2 separate regions of the Bombyx mori genome follow, and region 2 is linked to region 1. Evidence: chromatin contacts called from public Hi-C data. All regions are on one chromosome and are shown on one strand. Each heading gives the region's core, a stretch centred on a gene start, on an enhancer-like site or on the middle of the called end of the contact. The rest is flanking DNA. Distances are from core to core; before and after follow the strand shown. Region 1 overlaps LOC101745243. Region 2 overlaps LOC101745243.

What was found. A called contact is a pair of places that touch in the nucleus more often than the background predicts.
Region 2: a Hi-C map of posterior silk gland shows a contact between it and region 1, with 2.0 times the contacts expected there. The contact joins two enhancer-like sites. A contact is called at or near these places in 5 of 7 Hi-C or Micro-C datasets (middle silk gland, posterior silk gland, an unstated tissue and 1 more).

What each region holds. Positions count from the first base shown.
Region 1 is chr15:478,118-483,355 of ASM3026992v2, forward strand. The region is part of intron 2 of LOC101745243; the gene reads right to left. Among protein-coding and RNA genes, the nearest start is that of LOC101740236, 49 kb to the left of the region's middle. Within about 2 kb of position 2,589, at least 2 of the 8 cell types and tissues checked have open chromatin away from gene starts, as enhancers often do.
Region 2 is chr15:518,380-523,617 of ASM3026992v2, forward strand. The region is part of intron 1 of LOC101745243; the gene reads right to left. Among protein-coding and RNA genes, the nearest start is that of LOC101745243, 22 kb to the right of the region's middle. Within about 2 kb of position 3,027, at least 7 of the 8 cell types and tissues checked have open chromatin away from gene starts, as enhancers often do.

The sequences.
Region 1 (5,238 bases), core at 1,339-3,838:
TTTAAATTATGTTAATGTTTAGTGCATGCAACATGTGTTTAATATTCATGTGTGAAATTCTTAAGGAAAAACACATTTGAATATATTATTATAATAATATATACGCATATGTTACGTTTCGTCTATTTTGTAATAATTTGATACTGACAGAGTATAATTTATCCATAATCTTTGTACATATATATTGTATTATTTTATTTGTATCAAAATACAGTTTAGCTTCGTAAAACTATAGCACAAATTGAGTTGCTCTTATAAAGAGAAACAACATTTAAAGCTATTGCTTCACCACTGTTTTTATATCTTTTTATATTTAAAAAATGCTTTTATGTTTCTAATGTTCCATCTAATGTTTTAATGTTTCAATAATCGAAATTCTATTTATGTCATCTAAAGAAGAATGTTTTAAATAACATATTAACCTCTTTTAGGATTAATCGTATAGAAGTTACACATATTTACACCAACTAGAGGTCCCGCAGTAGTCAAAATTCGGCTATAATTAATTGGAATTGTAAGTTTGTACACTATTATGATTATATTTTATACTTCTATAATCACAAATTTCGCCAAGACTACACTATAAAAATATTAACAAAGACAAACAATATTTCATCTATTCTCAATTTGACAACAGACGTCAAGAACAAAAGTTTGACAATAAATAGTATGCATGCGTGTGTGCGTCAAATACATGGTATGTAGTGTGTGTAATGTTTTCTTTATTGATTTAATGTATCTTTTATGAATTACTTTAAAAAAAAATTAGCATTGTGCACTTCTTATCTATATTCTGTATAAGTGTGGAAAATTTCATAGTCCGTCCGCGCAAATTTCGTAAAAAGGGATACAAAGTTTTTGCTTCACGTATTAATATATAGATAATGCACATTCGCAGCGCGGCGGTATTTATTTATTACACTCCAAGTAAAATTTACAATGGCGGACTTAATGCCTAAAGCATTCTCTACCAGTCAACCAAAGGTAGTGCAGAGTAAATAGTGGCAGGTGCAATGAAATATAGAGTATATAAAGAGAGAGAGAAATAAGATAAAACCGGGAAAAAAACATATTTTCAGTTATTTTCAGTTCAGTTTTTTTTTATTTATTGCTTAGATGGGTGGACGAGCTCACAGCCCACCTGGTGTTAAGTGGTTACTGGAGCCCATAGACATCTACAACGTAAATGCGCCACCCACCTTGAGATATAAGTTCTAAGGTCTCAAGTATAGTTACAACGGCTGCCCCACCCTTCAAACCGAAACGCATTACTGTTTCACGGCTGAAATGGGCAGGGTGGTGGTACCTACCCGTGCGGACTCACAAGAGGTCCTGCCACCAGTAATTACGCAAATTATAATTTTGCGGGTTTGATTTTTATTACACGATGTTATTCCTTCACCGTGGAAGTCAATCGTGAACATTTGTTGAGTACGTATTTCATTAGAAAAATTGGTACCCGCCTGAGATTCGAACATCGGTGCATCGCTCAACACGAATGCACCGGACGTCTTATCCGTTAGGCCGAGACGACTTCAGTTAGCCTATTAGCCGTGCACATATTAATATTGACGACACGGTTGCTCGTTTTCACTGTAAGTTAATTATACATAACATTCTTACGACGTAGCCGAACGTGGAAAATATATGGAGTTATTGCAATTTTTTAACTAAATATCCGGTAGTCATTAACCGTTGGAACTATGTATTTATTCATGGCTAATAAATTTCGACTGCAAGTATGTATAATGTCGCTGTTATATTACATATTTCCTTCCTATCTTCGTGTGTATTAGAATGTCAATATTGTTACTACGTAACGTTCCAACGTAACTTTATGATGAGTTCATTGTATATCATTTTAAGTTTTACGTTCTCTTGTCGTTTTTAGGGTATAATTCAACGGTCCATGAACATTTGATAATAGCATGTTGTTATGAGTATATCGATTCGCTAGATCCCTAGTACAGGAAACTAATTAAACGTATCTCTGCTTCATCAACTCACTGTGTCACATTGTATCTATATATTAATACGCGAAGGAAACACTTTGTATCCCTTTTTACGAAAATTGCGTGGACGGAGGAGTATGAAATTTCTCACACTTATAGAGAATACAGAGAAGGAGTGCACAAAGCTAATATTTTTTTTTAAATAATGCATAAAAGATACTTTAAATCAATAAAGAAAACATTAAACACACTACCATGTACTTGACACAACCCATACATAAAAATATACTCTTTCTTTACTGTCAATTGGGAAACTTTTGTTATTGTTTAAAGTCTATGGTCGAATTGAAAATAATAGACTAATATTGTTTGTTTTTAATTTTATTGATCTATAGTGCAGTTTTGGCGAATACTGTGATTATATTATCGAATTATAATGGTGTTTGACAATAGAACCATAATCATGTTTAAACTTATAATTTCAATTAATTATAGTCGAATTTCGACTACTGCGGGGCGACTAGTTCAATTAAATTCACTAGGCTCGCAAAATTTAAAACAAGTAAAATGAATCTATTTGTACCTAACAGAAGCTCGATGTGCTGAAGTTATTGCGACACAGCCCAGAGCTTCGACCCGGTTCTCTGGTTTTACGAGCTATGTACCAACACACACGGTACATGACTGGCTATTTGTTACTATCGACTTTTTGAGAACATTTTAATGTTTAGTCATATAGTGATGTCATCAAACGAAATGGTATTGTTACTCTAGCTAACGTGCTATCAGTTAGGTAATCTCGCGATAATTATGAAAATGCATTAACCGACGTTTCAGTTACTTGGGCAGTCTCCGTAATTGTCAGTGTACTAATTAGGAATAACATCTAATACTCGTCAAACACTAATTATTTATTAAGTTTAGTTAAAGTTGTTGGCGAATATCCCACACCGGGAATTCTTTTTTTTCTATTCCTTTTTTATTGCCCTTGTAGGCAGACGAGCACACGGCCCACCTGATGGTGAGTGGTTACCGTCGCCCATGGACGTCAGCAATGGCAGGGGCAGAGCCAAGCCGCTGCCTACCGCTTAATACTCTCCAATTCGCGATGTATTGCGTACTTATTTTAATTTTTTTTTTTTTTTTTTGTCGCCTTTGTAGGCAGACGGGCATACGGCCCACCTGATGGTGAGTGGTTACCGTCGCCCATGGACTTCAGCAATGCCAGGGGCAGAGCCAAGCCGCTGCCTACCGCTTAATACTCTCCATAAGCCTCGTTTGAAGAAGGACATGTCATAGCGTTCGGGAAACACCGTGGAGGGGAGCTCATTCCATAGCCGGATGGTACGTGGCAAAAAAGATCTCTGGAAACGCACTGTAGATGACCGCAGTGGCTCCAGGTAGTATGGATGAACTCTGCTCCGGTGGCGGGTGGTGCGATGGTAAAAACGAGATGCTGGTATCATCTCGAACAATTCCTCAGAGCACTCCCCATGGAACATACGGTACAAAATACAGAGGGAACCGAAGTCCCTCCGCAGACCCAGAGGCTCCAAACGATCCGAGAGAATGGGATTATCGACAATCCGAACGGCGGTGTATTTGGTGTAAATAATAAATAAAGACAGACACGCGCGACATTCACACGTCGATGTGAGAATCTGCGAAATTAAATCGAACCGAATTTTTAAGCGAAAACAAATTTTCATGTCTGCTCTTATTTATAATTTTGTATTCATTGTGCACGCGTTTCGAATGAAGTCATTGCCGAATTATTATAGTGTTGACTCATCGACACATGTATTTCAAACGTTGTTTCCAATCAAATAGTTAAAAATTAATATTTACTTAAAGTTGAAATTTCCTTGGTATCTAAATGCTGGGCAAGCGTTAAATCTGTTTCGTATACTGATCCAAGTGAAGCTATAGGAGCTGTCAAGCAATTTCCGAAGTCCGTCGAAACAAGCACTGCGAGTGTCGCCTCTCGCCTTCAAACATTAGCTCCAAGTCTTAAGTGCTACAGGGAGTTAGGTATGACTTAGGTTTTATAATAAAAAATCTAGAAAAGCATAGGGAGCAAACGACGGTAACTTTTCAATACAAACAGTAATTTTCTCGACAGCAACTGCATCGGGCACTATTTATAAGTTTTCACAAAGCTATAAATTAAGAACAGAGGTCATTATACCCGACAATATAAATAGCAAAGTATTTAGCGTCGAGGCTAGGAAACGCGAACAAAGTCAGTTTGGGAATGAGGTCGAAGCACCTTACGTCGGTCAGAAACGAACGAGCAGGAAGTCGCTCGTGAGTAAACCGCTTTATGGGCCATTTGACCACATTCGTCCATTCTACAACGTTTTAGGCGAGACCAGTTTATATGACTATAATTTGTCCAGCTATTCAATAACGGTGCGAGCCTACCCTCCAGATACCCACTGGTGGCTGTGGTAACCTTTTTTTTTCTACCTAAGCTGATAGCATTGAGAGGCTATTTCAGCGTAACCTTAACTATTAGGTGAGCTCACGGGGCTCAAGTCGGAATGACGTGTTTTGGGCGACGTCGACTGTTTACCATTCGATCTACAGGATCTGGTATGTGTGGTAATCGCTCAACATCTGATGGACCATAAACTCATTAGACAATATAACAGCTTGAAAATCACAAAGATCATTGCGATTCCTTTATACTGAAATTACTGTATATAAAAGTGTTAGCAGCGGTTTGGTTTTTTCCCTGGTAATGTTGCGCTTATGACCATTCATCAACTGGTGGTCATTATGGTCATCATATGCTCGTCTGCTTATAAGAACTTCGCTTTTAAATGAATTACATTATCGCGCTATAAAACTATGAAATACTCCCCTTGGTGTTTTCACGACACATATTAAATGTTTTCTTCAATCAAAAAATTAAAACGCCTCGTGTTTCCTACGTATCATTCCATCTTTGGGGTCTAGGACTTCTCATAACTACAGGTGCAAAGATCGCCTCTCCAACAGACCCTCCTACTCACACATCAAACAGCTCTACAATTAAAATAGTGTCAATGGGTTTCCGTATTAGATCGATTGAGTCTTGTCTACGGTATTTTAACAATTTAAAAGAATTCCAAGTACACAACGTTATTCCGCATTTTTGTCGTTTACCCAACAAGGCTAAGTTATCGCATGCTTGTAATCATTTGCTACATGCGTTTGACAGGAGCTAGTTAAAACATATTCTAGAAGATTTAGTGCCTCCAAAGCGGACCAGGTATTAGCTGTAAAACTTAAGAATAATATT
Region 2 (5,238 bases), core at 1,777-4,276, 41 kb after region 1:
TTCCACTTTATAAGCTATAGCATTTTGCAAGTAGACCAGTTGCTTTTCCTAATGTATATTCACCATTTATGGTGCGTTCGAAGATGCATCTATTAAAAAGTTTGTTTTATGTACGTTTGTAGGATTTTAATCTCAGAGAGAACCGAGAAAGCGAAATATCATGGGTCTTCTGTTTTGTAATTTGACTACGGACTTGACTTAGGTAACTAGTTTATTATGGCAGTGACCGATTAGTTTGCATCAAAAATAGACAGGATAATGGTTTTGTGATAAAATGTACAGTTCTGTTGTTACGTTAATAGTGTTCAATGTCAGTTTTATGAGTATTGCATTAAGGTTCAATGTTTTTTGAAGGCACTATATCCACAATGCACAACTACATAAGCTAAACGTGCAATTTTCTAAAGCAAACCCGAAAGTAAGAGTCTCAAATGGCGAATTAATTAGTTGTTAGTTGAGTTTATGTTAGAATTTGTCGGTGTTCGCATTAAATACAATAGTTATTATAACAATATCTCATGTTACAAGAATACGAAAGACAATCTAAATAGGTTTTAGTCGCATCGTATGCCATTTCAGCGTTACGTAATTGATGACATCCTTATTGCGCAAGGGATAAGGTTTCCAGCGGCGTGGTGAAGGTCGCTTTAGACCACGTGGGCAGATAATCTTGACGCTGCCGTATTTATCTAAATGAATTTCAACTTAAAACGATTTACTGGTCGGCTGTTTGAAAGTGCATCGTGAACATCTCTATCTCGTCAAATGCATTCTTTAGATACATTATTTTTATATTACGAATGTAAGTTTATTATGTTTACACAACACCCAAGAATGAGAAAGGGTATGCATGCAGCACTGAAAAATATTCAACGTATAGAAATCTAAATACAATCAGTCCACATATGGATTCTCTTCTAGATGCCATACGCGATAGCAATTATCTAGAGTTTAGTGATTGATACAAGTTATCATCGTGTTGTTATTATAATTTCCTAACATATTGTCTTTCAATAGTATAGTAAGTGGTTCTAGTATAGCTTTACGATTATAAACCTTTTTTGTTATAATCCTATTTGTAATTTGGTAAGTACAAGGCCATATAATTTTTTCTTTGTTATTTAATTCAAATATTATTTTTCAATCTCTAACAAATACACAAGAATGTTTGAAAGATCAAGTCCATAATTTTACTTAATTTAAAGACCACGCTCTATGTAGACATCAGAAAATAGTAATTTTATTGACACATCTCTCAAAATAAATGGGAATTTATTGAATTATCTAAATCCTACTATCAGTGGATTATGATTAAGATGTGACGTAAACAATTCTCGTGTGGTTATAAATAGTATACAATTATTTATCACTAAGGAAATGAAGTTTATCAATATTAAAATTTACAACTAAACAAATATTAAAGCATCTTTTTCAATTTAACTGTTTCCTTTTCGTGCAAAACTTTATTAAATCGCTTCTAAAGAAGTGTTTTGATCAGTTTTATCTAACTAGTTGTTAATAATTGAGTTAATAGTAATAGCCGCGTTAATTTACAGATATTCAGTGATCGTGTGTGACCTTAGCGTGCGCACATTGAGCACGCGGGGGAGTCGAATTGACCCTACAATTGGGGGCACAGGTTGAGGTAATTTTCGCGCTTGGGCAATTAAAAGATGATACAATGGCTATTTTAGATTTATTGCCTTAACTGGAGCTGATGATTTACTTCTGAGGAGATAAAAAGTACACTATCAAATTGCAATTGCCCGTCGTTGCGGCTCGGTTCTCAAATTTTCTGTTTCTATAAAACTCTTTAGTAAGAGTAAATTTGAATAGCTTTAAACTGTCCAGTCTCCAGTTCGGGTTCTCATACAAGTTTAGAGTTGCGCCATGGGGCCCTATGGGCGTTCCGAAACCGAATCAGAACGAGGTTTCAAGGTGATATCCCATACAAGCTGGCGCACAGCCAACATTCCCAGCGAAGTACATAGCTAAAACAGATATTCGCTGTTATCAAATTACTTTTCTCTCTATTCAGTTAATCTCATACCTTCACAACGGTATGTGTAAACAATATTCTTAGAAAAATATATGCATTTCAAACATTATTTGAATAAGTTTAGTATGTTCATAAATCAAAAGAGCTACCACAGATTCAGGTGTGGGCTAATAAGATGTTTCAATTTTGTTTAGACTTAATTGTTACTTGAAGCGATTTTCTTTATATTACTCATATATCTGCTTACGTCGCTAACGTCAGCTAATTAATGGTAATTTTTTCGGTCTTTATATACAAAACTTTTCACAAAAAAATTATAAACATGTACACTTGTCACAATGAGTCAGGCGTGTTATCAATACGAGTAGAACGGGGCTGTGTCATTTGGCGCCATAGCGAGTAGACACAGATTAAAACGCAAATATAAAACGATGCCAAATAAAATGAACTACATGAAAAACAATTAAAAGCAGATCAGATAATGCTTAGAGTCATGTTCGATGTAAGCCGCTGCTTCCATACTCGACCACTCGTTTTGAACATAACCATGCATCCATAAATCACAGGTTAGTTTCCAAGATCTCTACAGGACAGAAAAGTATTAAGATTGCAAATAAACTTGCTCGTGACGCTGATACCACTCGAATAAACTCGTAGTGGTCTTGGCTACAGTTTGTAGTTTACGACGGAAGCTGTTTTTAATTGTTTTGTGTTTAGCATTCAATTAATTGAGTCACTTAATTTAATTAATTAAAGTTTGCAGTCGTTCACGCGTAAACATATCACAAAAACGACTAATCCACTATTTAAATATTGATAAAAGAATCGTTGTAAACAGATGAAGACGCACATTCGTTATCAAAGTCTCATCCACCTGACGGTTGGATGACGCAATGGCCAACGAAGCGTGCAAGAACCGAGGCCAATCGATTACAACGTACCGAGCAAAAGTAATGCAAAAAGTACGCGCTTCAGATTAGGGCATCACTTTGACGAATGCGAACTGTTACGAATCCAATTTTTATGTAGAACGCTCGTGGAATGGGAACTGTGTAAACGTAAGCGCAGGAAATTGGACAGCAGTCTACAGAATGATAGCAGGAATTCTCTGGTTATCAGAAAGTTTACTGTCGTCGTTATACAATAGGGAGGGGATTGTGTTCAACAAGAGTGCTCCATTTTTTTGAAATAAAAAGGCAGTAGAATGAATATCACTATGAGGCAGGCACGTTGATTGGACAGAAAATGAGAAAAAATACTGTGGAGAAAGTCACGTGGGTAATGGTAGACGATGAACCTTTTAATTTTATCCTCATTTAAAATACACTTTAATAAATACTATACAAAAATATATTGTGATCAGGGTTCCAGAGAGAAACCTCCTTACGATACACGACGTATCAAGAATAAGTGCTTTCTGGACAAGGGCCCCAACCCAGCTGGAAAACGAGAGTTCCTTAAGATGTTGGTCGAAACATTTGCTATCAAGCCGTGCACCGACACAACTATCGGAACATTGATGGTTGAATCATCATCAATAGGTTAAGACCGTTGATCCCCGTTAAGTCTTTCCTTCCGTTAAGATTTGATATAAGAGAACAATTATGAATTGATTTCAAACCTTTTTACTCAACTGCGCCAAAAACAAAACACAGTTTAGTTTTAAGATTGCATGAATGTAAACAATTTTAAAATCAGATCATAGTTTTTAAAATACTTATTGTAATATGGGAAATAAAACGTTTGCGTCTGACGATGCAAAACTGATGACACAGTGGCAAAAATCTCTCGAAACTATAAGTATACATTAATATCACTGGCCCGTAACACAGAATAATCCATTGGTTTATTATGTACAGATTCGGTTGCCCTTAGAGACAGCTGGTAAAAGGATTCCACACAGGGGTGGTATCTCCCCTTCGTAACCGATGTAACACTGTCTTTGACGCCATGTGTTGTAACGGGTGAATGGACACAACATTAAGCGTGTGTTCTTTTACGACACAAGTCAGTTTTTGTCGCAGATATTTTTGGATCCAATTTAATGAAAACAAATTACATTATAATTAATATGGAGCACTGCAATAACGATCCTACAGATTGGAGATTGGCAATCAAGTCGAGAATGTCGACTTATTTTTCCACGTGGGAAACATCTATCTGTTGTTCGATCTTTTCTTGGGAATACGAAGAAATCCCAATTGTATTGAAACGAGCGTTATTTTTATTTACTCTTCAAACTAGAGGCATAATTGACTCAAGGCAAAAATAAGCAAAACCCAGTAAAATTTATATTTAATTATAGTATTTAAAAATCTATATAATAATACTTGAAGCAAAAACTTTGTATCCCTTTTTACGAAAATTGCGCAGACGGAGGAGTATGAAATTTTTTACACTTATAGAGAATATAGAGTAGAAGTGCACAATGCTAATATTTTTTTTAAATAATGCATAAAAGATACATTAAATCAATAAAGAAAACATTACACACACTACCATGTATTTGACACATCACATATATATAAATGTACTCTTTGTTTATTGTCAATTGTCAAACTTTTGTTAGTGTTTAAAGTCTCTAGTCAAATTGAGAATAGATGAATATTGTTTGTCTTTATTATTATTTATGTTTAGTGTAGTTTTGGCGAAATCTGTGTTTATATTATACAAGTACATTAATATTTGACAATAGAACCATAATAATGTTTAAACATAAAATTTCAATTGATTAAAGTCGAATTTCGACTTCTGCCGGACCACTAGTACTATTTATAAATTGGATTATTTTACAGAAAAGTAGGTTTTTACTGGCGTTGATAGCATGAGTAGTCTCAAAAAACCCATTCGGTCCGTTAATGTTCGACAAGTACTCACCGCGACCCATGAAATCTAGAAAATTCTCCATAAACGTGTTGCAAATCATCAAGGCATGCCGTCTACCGGTCACGTTCGCGCTAAGACTTCACGGCTCGAACTGATCGCTTGATTGTTTGGTAAAAAATAATCTGCCCGCATTAGAAGTCAGTCAAGCGAACGGCTAATAAAGGAACAGAATGAAGTTTTCCGATTTGAAGTTAGGTCCATTAGGTGTAATGGTGCAATAACAGTAGGTTTATTTAGCAATAAAATGTTATTTAAGTCCAAGAAAAATAAATTTGTTCGCATCCTACACAGTATTAATTGTTCCTGGAACACATAGGCCCCACAGATTGAATGAAATGTCGCCGCCCACATAG